Linked DNA regions of Arabidopsis thaliana: region 1 is linked to region 2. A link is a contact called in public capture Hi-C data. All regions are on one chromosome and are shown on one strand. The core of a region is the stretch at or near the end of the contact, and the rest is flanking DNA. Distances in the headings are between cores, read along the strand shown. Region 1 holds the start of NAC007 (NAC 007). Region 2 holds the start of AT1G12100 (Bifunctional inhibitor/lipid-transfer protein/seed storage 2S albumin superfamily protein).

Region 1 (5,105 bases), core at 973-3,472, 71 kb before region 2:
AGTGGGACCAAAAACGACACTTTTGGGATCACGGTCTTTACTTTTGCTTCACTTCTATGCTTCGTTTCAACAACACACAAAAGCAAAAAGAAAAATATTAAACGAAATCTACATCCAATTTCCTCTCTAATACTTTATTTGTTTGTAATTCTTTATTGTAGTTTTATGAATATAAGATTTTCTTAGACACCAAATCTTTGCCCCGAAGTCCCTAGCATCAGCCGCATAACCATCCGATATTTGATGAACTTACCTAAACACAAACTATAGCTATATTCAACATATAACTTACCTAATATGTATTTTAAAAATATTATCCTGTTAGTTGGTTAGTTAATTAGTTAAATGATTACACGATATTGATATAATAGTTAAGGGTCGGAAGAAAATTGGTATAGTTAATCGGGGAACATATTTTAGGTACATACATTCACGGATAATATTTCTACAAAATTTGATAAGTTAGCAAAAAAAATAATTCCTACGAAAATTTCCGCATGGGTTAGAAATTAAAGTATATCACTAATATGTAACTGTTCAATTCATATATTCGATAATACACATATATAGAAATTTTTTAGTTGAAGCAAGTGATGATGGTTCTGTCACGACTTTTGAATTAAAAGATTGTTTCATGTGGTACAACGATTCCAAATATTGAGTTTTTTTTGTTTCTTTTCATTTATGGATTTTTTTTATTAATAAACACCTTTACTATTTGCTCTGGTATGGTAGAAAAAAAATATGTATCAGTTATAATGAAATTTTGTGGAACACGAATAAGCAAAATTCGTTTCTGTTAGTTTTTTGTAAGAAAAGGTAGATGATTTTTTTAGTAACACTTAAAACGATCACATTCACATTTTTTTTTTATAACACAGTGCATTAATTAATTAATAATTGGATTAAGAAAGGTTTAAGAGAACGGGATAACGGGAAGGGACCCACGTGACCAACCGGCCTGCAACAGGAAATGATCGATGGCTCGCTCACGCCGGACCACCACCCGCCACGTCACCACATCATTCCGTTTCTCCCCCCCTTTGTGGGTCCCTCTTTACACTTACCACCTTGCTCAAGTTCCGCGCTCTTTTTTTCTTTTCTTTTCTTTTTTCTTCTTCTTCGTAAGAGCAGAACAATATATTTGGGGTAATCAATGGCAAAAATTTTGATTTAAAAGTTGAAGTTAAGACTTTAGATAATATATTTTTTTAATGTTGTTTTATGCTCAAAATAGTTTAAGATGAATCTTTCTTTCCAGTCAATTGGACCAAAACGGAAGCTGTCTATGGTTACTTTTGAAGTTTCCAAAGGATGAAAATATTCATATATGTAATAATGTAAATAGAGAGCAATAATTACTTTAAAAAATATCTCATAGAACAGGTTTTCTTCAAGAAGATACATACACTTTCATATTATTTTTAGTATGTCTCCACATTTCGTTTCATCAGAATGATTATGTGAATACAAGTACAAAATTGTAAATACAATTAAAAATTGCTCATAGGTCCTAGATTACCGAATCACATGGAAATGATGTACAGTATATATATTTGATATTTCAATATTAACGTAAAGAATTTGAAGAAGAAAAAAAATGAAAACCAACTCCTATAAGAAAAAATGTTAATTCACATTATTGGTAGGGATCATACACTGTTTGTCTCTTGATGATTTTATTTAACTCATACGAAGTACAGAATAACTTATAACTAAATTATCTACAAATTTTAATGATATACATATCTCTAGATAATATATATGATCTCTAGATAATATATATGATAGTCTTGATAGCACTAATTGTTGTGTGCATTGGTGTTCGAACTTCGAATAATACAGTGACATGCCAACCTTGAATTTAAGAATCATCATGCATGTTGATGTTTTACTGAGATATCTGAATAACTCTGGATGTATAGATCTTTCAACAAAGATTTTCTTGCAAATTAACCTACCATCAAACCAGCAATATCGTTGGGTTCTAAACTAGTTGAGTACTTGAGTTACTTTTTTTTTTTTTTTTTTTTGACATCTCTAGTTTAGCAAGACAATTTTAGGACATAAAAAAGAAGTCCAAATTAAAGTAAGAAAATTAACCTTAATGTTGATGATCAAGTATATCCATCAAGAGCTGGTGGGTGGTAATGGATGTTGCCACCTCTCTCTCTCTCTCTAAATCTTACTTGCCCCTTTATCCTCCTCTCTCTTCTCCCCCCAAGCTTTTGCAACAAATAAAGTCCCCCCCCCCTCTCTCTCTAGGTTCAAAAGGACTCACAAGAGAGAGATAGTATGATTGATAGGGAAAGAGAGAGAGATGAAAGAAAGTAAAATATATAATAGATTATTAGGACACGATTGTCATCTTTTGATTTGTGTCTTGTGTGCTCTCTCTTTCTTCTCTTCCTCGATTGATCTTCTTTATATAACCCTACTCTCTTTCTCTTTTCCCATTCTTTCTATCATTCTCCCTTTCTCTCTCGGGATCTGATCTCTCTTTCCAGTAACCTATTCCCGAGGAGCACTGTCAAATCTTGTCCACTCTTTGATCTTATCTCGATCTCTTTCTCTTTCTAGTCTTGTGTAGTCTTCAAACTTGTGATGTTATCTATATAGTAATCACGAGAGAGAATCATACAATAGCTGAAACATAAAGCTTTCTTAGAAGCTTTAAAAAGGTCTCATCTGGATTATCCTGTTTAATTTCTAGAGTTTCTTCAGGTAAAACCCTAATTTTATGTCAATTTTCTATTTATTACCAATCGTCACAAATAATATTGGCTGTTTTTTCTTCTTTAAGTAAAACTTGATCATCATCTTTAATCATCCTTGATCATAATCTTCATTAATCACCTAAGGTGATTCACCTTGATGATCATCATCATCATGTCCATCCCATTTCATACTCAATGTTGCTGATGTTACAAGCAAAGCAAAATATCATCTAAACCTAAAATATCTTATTATAATAAAATAGACATAAGTAGATCAAGCTGGGGTTTTTTTTTGTTAAGTTGATTAAAAGTTTTCATAAGATGTTATACAATAATCTAAAAAAGAATCTCTTAAGATGGATCATCCTCTCTTTAAAAAAAAAAACTACTCCTCTTCATCTTCTGATCTTTACTTGTTTGGTTATAGTACTTAGATGGAAATATAAGCAGAATCAAATTTAATAATCGATCTAGTCTATTTGAAGCTGAAATTATGCATCTCATTAAATCAATTAACTATATACCATCATACGGTATATAATTGGGTTTCACTGATTTTACTTTCTTGAAAATTCAGTTATTTACCATGAGTCCATGACTTTAAACTAGTGAGTTTAATTAATTATCTCGAACCTACATAACTAACCATGTGAATAGTCTTCACATATTTCTTTAGATGTAAGCATGTAACACAACTAATTCTTGTAATTAATAAATGTCTGACGATAATTCCTTTCGATTTTGAATTCAACCTCTTATATATTCAGCATAGTACGTCTAATCATATGTCTGTCGAAATAATCAACTAATTCACAATCACACTATGTAAGATATGTAACTACCTAGCTATATATAACCTTCTTATGTTCATAATTTCATGACTTTGTTTTCGATTTGTTTGGTGATTTTCTTATAGGCAGATTATTAACCGATCAAGAAGACAAACATGAATTCATTTTCCCACGTCCCTCCGGGTTTTAGATTTCACCCGACAGATGAAGAACTTGTAGACTACTACCTGAGGAAAAAAGTCGCATCGAAGAGAATAGAAATTGATTTCATAAAGGACATTGATCTTTACAAGATTGAGCCATGGGACCTTCAAGGTTTGCCCAATCCCACCATCTCTATCCTTCATTACTTTGTCTCTATTTCCTAAGGAAAGATTTTAAAAGTCTTTTTTTATTCGTTTGTGGAAATAGAGTTGTGCAAAATTGGGCATGAAGAGCAGAGTGATTGGTACTTCTTTAGCCATAAAGACAAGAAGTATCCCACAGGGACTCGAACCAATAGAGCAACAAAAGCAGGGTTTTGGAAAGCCACCGGAAGAGATAAGGCTATCTATTTGAGGCATAGTCTAATTGGCATGAGGAAAACACTTGTGTTTTACAAGGGAAGAGCCCCAAATGGACAAAAGTCTGATTGGATCATGCACGAATACCGCTTAGAAACCGATGAAAACGGAACTCCTCAGGTATTAATATAACAACCCTAAAACATTACTTCTCTATAAAAGTTAGTTGCATGTTTATACTAAACAATCTCATTATATGATAGTTGCATATATGATCTCCTAAAATCATTTGAGGTAATCTCATTAAATGATATTTGGGTTGTAGGAAGAAGGATGGGTTGTGTGTAGGGTTTTCAAGAAGAGATTGGCTGCAGTTAGACGAATGGGAGATTACGACTCATCCCCTTCACATTGGTACGATGATCAACTTTCTTTTATGGCCTCCGAGCTCGAGACAAACGGTCAACGACGGATTCTCCCCAATCATCATCAGCAGCAGCAGCACGAGCACCAACAACATATGCCATATGGCCTCAATGCATCTGCTTACGCTCTCAACAACCCTAACTTGCAATGCAAGCAAGAGCTAGAACTACACTACAACCACCTGGTACAACGAAATCATCTTCTTGATGAATCTCATTTATCGTTCCTCCAACTTCCTCAACTAGAAAGCCCTAAGATTCAACAAGATAACAGTAATTGCAACTCTCTTCCTTATGGAACAAGCAACATCGATAATAACTCGAGCCATAATGCTAACTTGCAGCAATCAAATATCGCGCATGAGGAACAATTGAATCAAGGAAATCAGAACTTCAGCTCTCTATACATGAACAGCGGCAACGAGCAAGTGATGGACCAAGTCACAGACTGGAGAGTTCTCGATAAATTTGTTGCTTCTCAGCTAAGCAACGAGGAGGCTGCCACAGCTTCTGCATCTATACAGAATAATGCCAAGGACACAAGCAATGCTGAGTACCAAGTTGATGAAGAAAAAGATCCGAAAAGGGCTTCAGACATGGGAGAAGAATATACTGCTTCTACTTCTTCGAGTTGTCAGATTGATCTATGGAAGTGAGCTGAAAGAGAAG
Region 2 (4,721 bases), core at 1,268-3,767:
GATCACAAGTTATGAGTCAAAATTTCATACCCAAGTTTTCGCGTCTCGCATCTCTCAATTTGCGCTTCGAGGAGTTACCCAAGAGACACTAGCTAGAAGCTCTCATTACATCGACATTTCAACGTTATAACATTAATTAATAAGTTTCTACAATTACATAAATATTTCAATGCCGTTGAATTATTAGATTTTCCGCTTCACAATGACGCTCAAGAAAATAAATGTCGTCAATGAAACATGTATGAACTTGATAATAATTACTTATAGTATTAAAGAAAAATTAATGTTGGAATTCATATTTAGGATATTCTATTGCAGTTTCTTAATCTTTAATGTGAAAACGTAAAATCTCGATCGAGTTTTCGCATCTTATATTTGATAATAATTTGCCGAACGCTCTTTACTAATGGGCTACACAATATATTAGTTGTTAAAGTGTTTGTTAATGGGTTCAATATTTGATGGGCCAAATCTGTCTAGTTCTTATGGTAATTGCAGTTTGAATATTTGTTTGATCATTTGAAACGGGGTTCGATCCACTAAAATTATGATCCATCAGGCACATAATAGGCCGATATACCAGTTTTACCTTCAGATACAAAATTTTTGGTCCACTGCTTGGTTAGTTCTTGTAAGGTAGTAGTACGATCGAACTATACTCTCTAGATCTTGGATTTATGAATATACAATTTTGAAAATGTTGAATTTGCAACTTGCATTATCAGTTTATCATAACCAGCATCATCTTAGCTTTTTTTTTGTATTTTTGACAATCACATCATCTTAGCCTTTTAAAAGACATCTTATTTATGTTTTCTCACCTTGACAAAAAAATAAAATAAAAAAAATTATGTTTTCTCAAAGAATTTTATTTATAGAACAAGGGGTAAATATCCAGCCATGCACGTATATGTACAAATTACTTTCATTTTCTTTTACTTCTTTAGGTGGTGGCATGCGCAGATTGGTCGTGTCACGGGTTCCCATTTTCCTATTTTAATGTCAAATTACAATAATTTTAAAGCTCCATTATATAAGTTTTTTAAAAGATTGTTAATATAAAAAGTATGTCTGGTCCTGCTTTGGCAGTATTTTTTTGTCAGGGTCTCTACTGATCCTTTTAACCCCACTCAAAAGAACTTGGAGTGGAACACCCTACACAGAGACCAGCACAAGTGGCCTAAAATATTTGTCCAAAGGTGAACGTGTAATTAGATATAATAAGCTATAAATTCAAACTAATTATAAAATCTACAAATACCAGATATTAACCGCAAAGAATATAAGTAAATCGGAACAGTTAAGGGTCTTGACCAACATGATTTTATACTTTTAGGTCAGAACCAAGATGATTAAATCTTTTAATTCTTGTATATTTTACGCCAGGATCTGATGGGTTAATTCCTAACCCTAACCCCATATATCAGCAAGACAGCAACCCTACGTACATGAGAGTATTTGATGTATATTTTAACTATATGTTACAAGTTGGAATCTACATTATTATCTGGTAATCTAGCTAATACACGTTTTCTAAATTTACTTTTTTATAAACCGAGATATTTGACTTGAAATCCATTTCTTTCCTCGAAATTTAATATAATTGGATGATCTTTGCTATTTAAAATATCTACAATAACATATTTTAGATAAATCATGGAAAAACATCAAAAATTGTTATCGGATCATTATATTGTCATTGTATGTGTTTTTAGTGGTAATACCCTTAAGACTTGTCAACTAAACGCATGAAACAGAAAAAAACTTACCCCAACAAAAGTAGGAACCAATAGATTGTCAGACATGGCTAAAACAAGAATACATGCGGATGAGTTAGACGAGAACCGACCAAACAAAGAGAAGCATAACATACGAAAAAAATAAAACTACTTGATAGATTCATCCATATACAACTTATCAGGCGCAAATGCAATCAGAGGGAAGCTTTTTGCCGCAAGTATTGATGAGCAAACTCAACGAGATGGGAAGGTCGATGTTAATCCCGAGAATGTTAGCTTTAATGGTGGTGCAAAGACATACGGCAGCATCAAGATCGACAAGCCCTTGAAGAACTGAGCAGCAAAGCGTGTCGGATGGGTTTCCAATGACAGTTCCGACTGCAACGTCTAGTATTTTGGCGCAAACTCCAAGTTTTATGGCGTCTCTTGAGCAACTAGGCGTTGTAGGATTGCTGATAGGGTTAAGGTTAGGAATTGGGGTAGGTGGAAAGCAAGTGTTGCAGCCACTAACATGCGCAAAAAACATGAGATTAAAAGATATGAAGAGAGCTGTGGAAAAATTCTGTTGGATTCCATTGATCTCTAGTTAAACCCTAATAAAGGTTGCTTAATGTGACTAGAGGTAAGGATATGATTAGCATTGGGGCTAAGTGTGAAAGCCAGTTAGGGCTCCCGTTCTCCGGTGAACCACAAGACTCGCATATGTCACCAAGTTGATAATTTTCTTCTAGGGATCATATGAATTACAACCTTCAGAGTTTTTTTTGTAAAACGTCATTAATTAGGCAAAGACCGCTTGATGATAAACAATATTTTTCGTTACCTTTTTTGTTATATAAAAATAAACCGATAATTTTATAGATCCATTACCCGAATAAAACATAATTTAATATCATTTGCCATCCAATGGATCACAAGATGAACCAATGGGCGATTTAGAATTCTTATGTAATCCCGTGAAGTGAATAATAATAAGAATTGTTTTTAAAGAAGAATAATAATAAGAAATACTTTGTTTTCTTATGAACAATAACAAAAATCATGTGTGGGGGTGGAAAGCCAAGTTGCAATTGTTTTATACTACAGTTTGATTTGTGATTCGTAATCAGTGTGTATGACTCAACTGGTTCAACTAAGATCCTTAATCTTTTTCCGGGTTTGATTGTTCGATTGTTAAAATTTTAACTTAACAGGGCCTATTCCGCCTTATTCGGCTCCTAGTTGTTCTTTTAAAATCTTATTATGCTTCTTCATCACATCAAGCATGTTATGTTATAATTAATTTCTATATATAAAAAGATTATTATGGGTAAGTAGTTACCAATTTTGGGTATAGGATAGATCATGCATGTGAAGTCTATGGATTGGTATTTGATTTTAATGCTTATGATTGCACTCGCCTGATTATAGAATTCAAGGCATTACATGCCCAATAGTATAGTAAACTTAGGCTAGCCAATGAGAATTAGTTTTATGAGCTTAACTAGTGAACGGTTAATACAGTTTCTCACTAATTACTTAATTAGTACTTCCTCCGTTCATTTTTGTTTGATTGTTTAGAAAAACACACATATTAAGAAAACATATTAAATGTTGATTATAAATGTATTATTTTTAGTGTTTTACAGTTTTCTATAACTCTAAACTAGGGGTGTCAAAATGGGTCAAAATTCATGGTCAACTCAACTCAACTCAATCCATGAACCCTAATGAGTTAAAATTTTTGACTCAAATGAGTTGATGGGTCAAATGAGTTGATGAGTCAATTGGTTTGATGAGTAAAATGAGTTGGGTTGTAATGGTTAATGGTTTTAATGGTTTACCCAATTAACCCAATAAGTTTTGTAAAATTGAATTAAACCAACTAAAATCTCTAAACCAATGTCAATTTAAGTTTAACCAACACATCTAAACCAATTTAATAAAATTAATATTTTTCCAAATTTCTTAAATATACAATCGATGAAATTGAGAAAAAGTAAACTCGTAATTTTTCCACCAAAAAACATAAACCCGTGATTTTCCCGCCAAAAAAGTAAACCCGTGATTTTCCTGCAAAAAACGTAAACCCAAGATTTTCTCGCCAAAAACGTAAACCCAAGATTTTCCCGCCAAAAATGTAAATCCTGTGATTTTCCCGCCAAAAACGTAAACCCGTGATTTTCCCGCCAAAAACGTAAATTCGTAATTTTCCCGCCAAAAACGTTAACTCGTAATTTTCCCGCCAAAAAACAAAAAACCGTGATTTTCCCGCCAAAAACGTAAATCCGTGATTTTCCCGCCAAAAACGTAAATCCGTGATTTTTCCGCCAAAAACGTAAACCCGAGATTTTCCCGCCAAAAACGTAAACCCATGATTTTCTCGTCAAAAACGTAAATCCGTAAAAAGTGGAATCCGTAAATATCCTAAGTTTGATGATAATGAATCATTATTAATTTATTATTTTTATAATAATAATTAATTAAATTATTATTTAAATGGGTTAACCCATATTAAATGAGTTATAGGTAGACCCAACCTATTTAACAAAATGAGTTGGGTCAACCCATAACTCATTTAACCTTAAACTCATTTGATTATGAGTTGAGTTGGGTTACCCATTTTGACATCCCTACTCTAAACCAATGAGAATTAACTATTTTTCTTGAAAATTACAATTCACCAATACTAACCAATAAATATTACATAGAAAACTTAAAAAATCAATCTTTTAGAAACAAATTTTTTTTATAAACAATCAAACAAAAAGGAACAGAGGGAGTTATTACGAAGATTATCAATAGGATTTTAGTAGCTTTAGGTGATTTTATTTATTTGACAGTAATAAATATTGAGGAGCTCTATATAATCTCATAATTAATGATCATGTTTAGGAAAATCAGTTGCTTACTTTCTTTCTTTTTTCTGTCAAATCATTTGCTTACTTTATTGCATTGATTTCATTGTAAGCTGGTGATCTATGGTTGATTGATTGATTGCAA

What was found. Capture Hi-C pulls out chosen DNA fragments and counts their contacts.
Region 1: a capture Hi-C map of root shows a contact between it and region 2, with 2.3 times the contacts expected there. A contact is called at or near these places in 1 of 26 Hi-C or Micro-C datasets (callus) and 1 of 3 other capture datasets (root).

The regions. Positions count from the first base shown.
Region 1 is chr1:4,163,045-4,168,149 of TAIR10.1, reverse strand. It overlaps NAC007 (NAC 007), which reads left to right and starts at 2,222. Exons shown (of 4, transcript NM_101098.5): 1 at 2,222-2,724; 2 at 3,634-3,823; 3 at 3,920-4,191; 4 at 4,337-5,105. The coding sequence starts at 3,664. The coding sequence ends at 5,092.
Region 2 is chr1:4,093,042-4,097,762 of TAIR10.1, reverse strand. AT1G12100 (Bifunctional inhibitor/lipid-transfer protein/seed storage 2S albumin superfamily protein) reads right to left here and starts at 2,517. Exons shown (of 2, transcript NM_101082.3): 1 at 2,490-2,517; 2 at 1,880-2,288. The coding sequence starts at 2,517. The coding sequence ends at 1,918.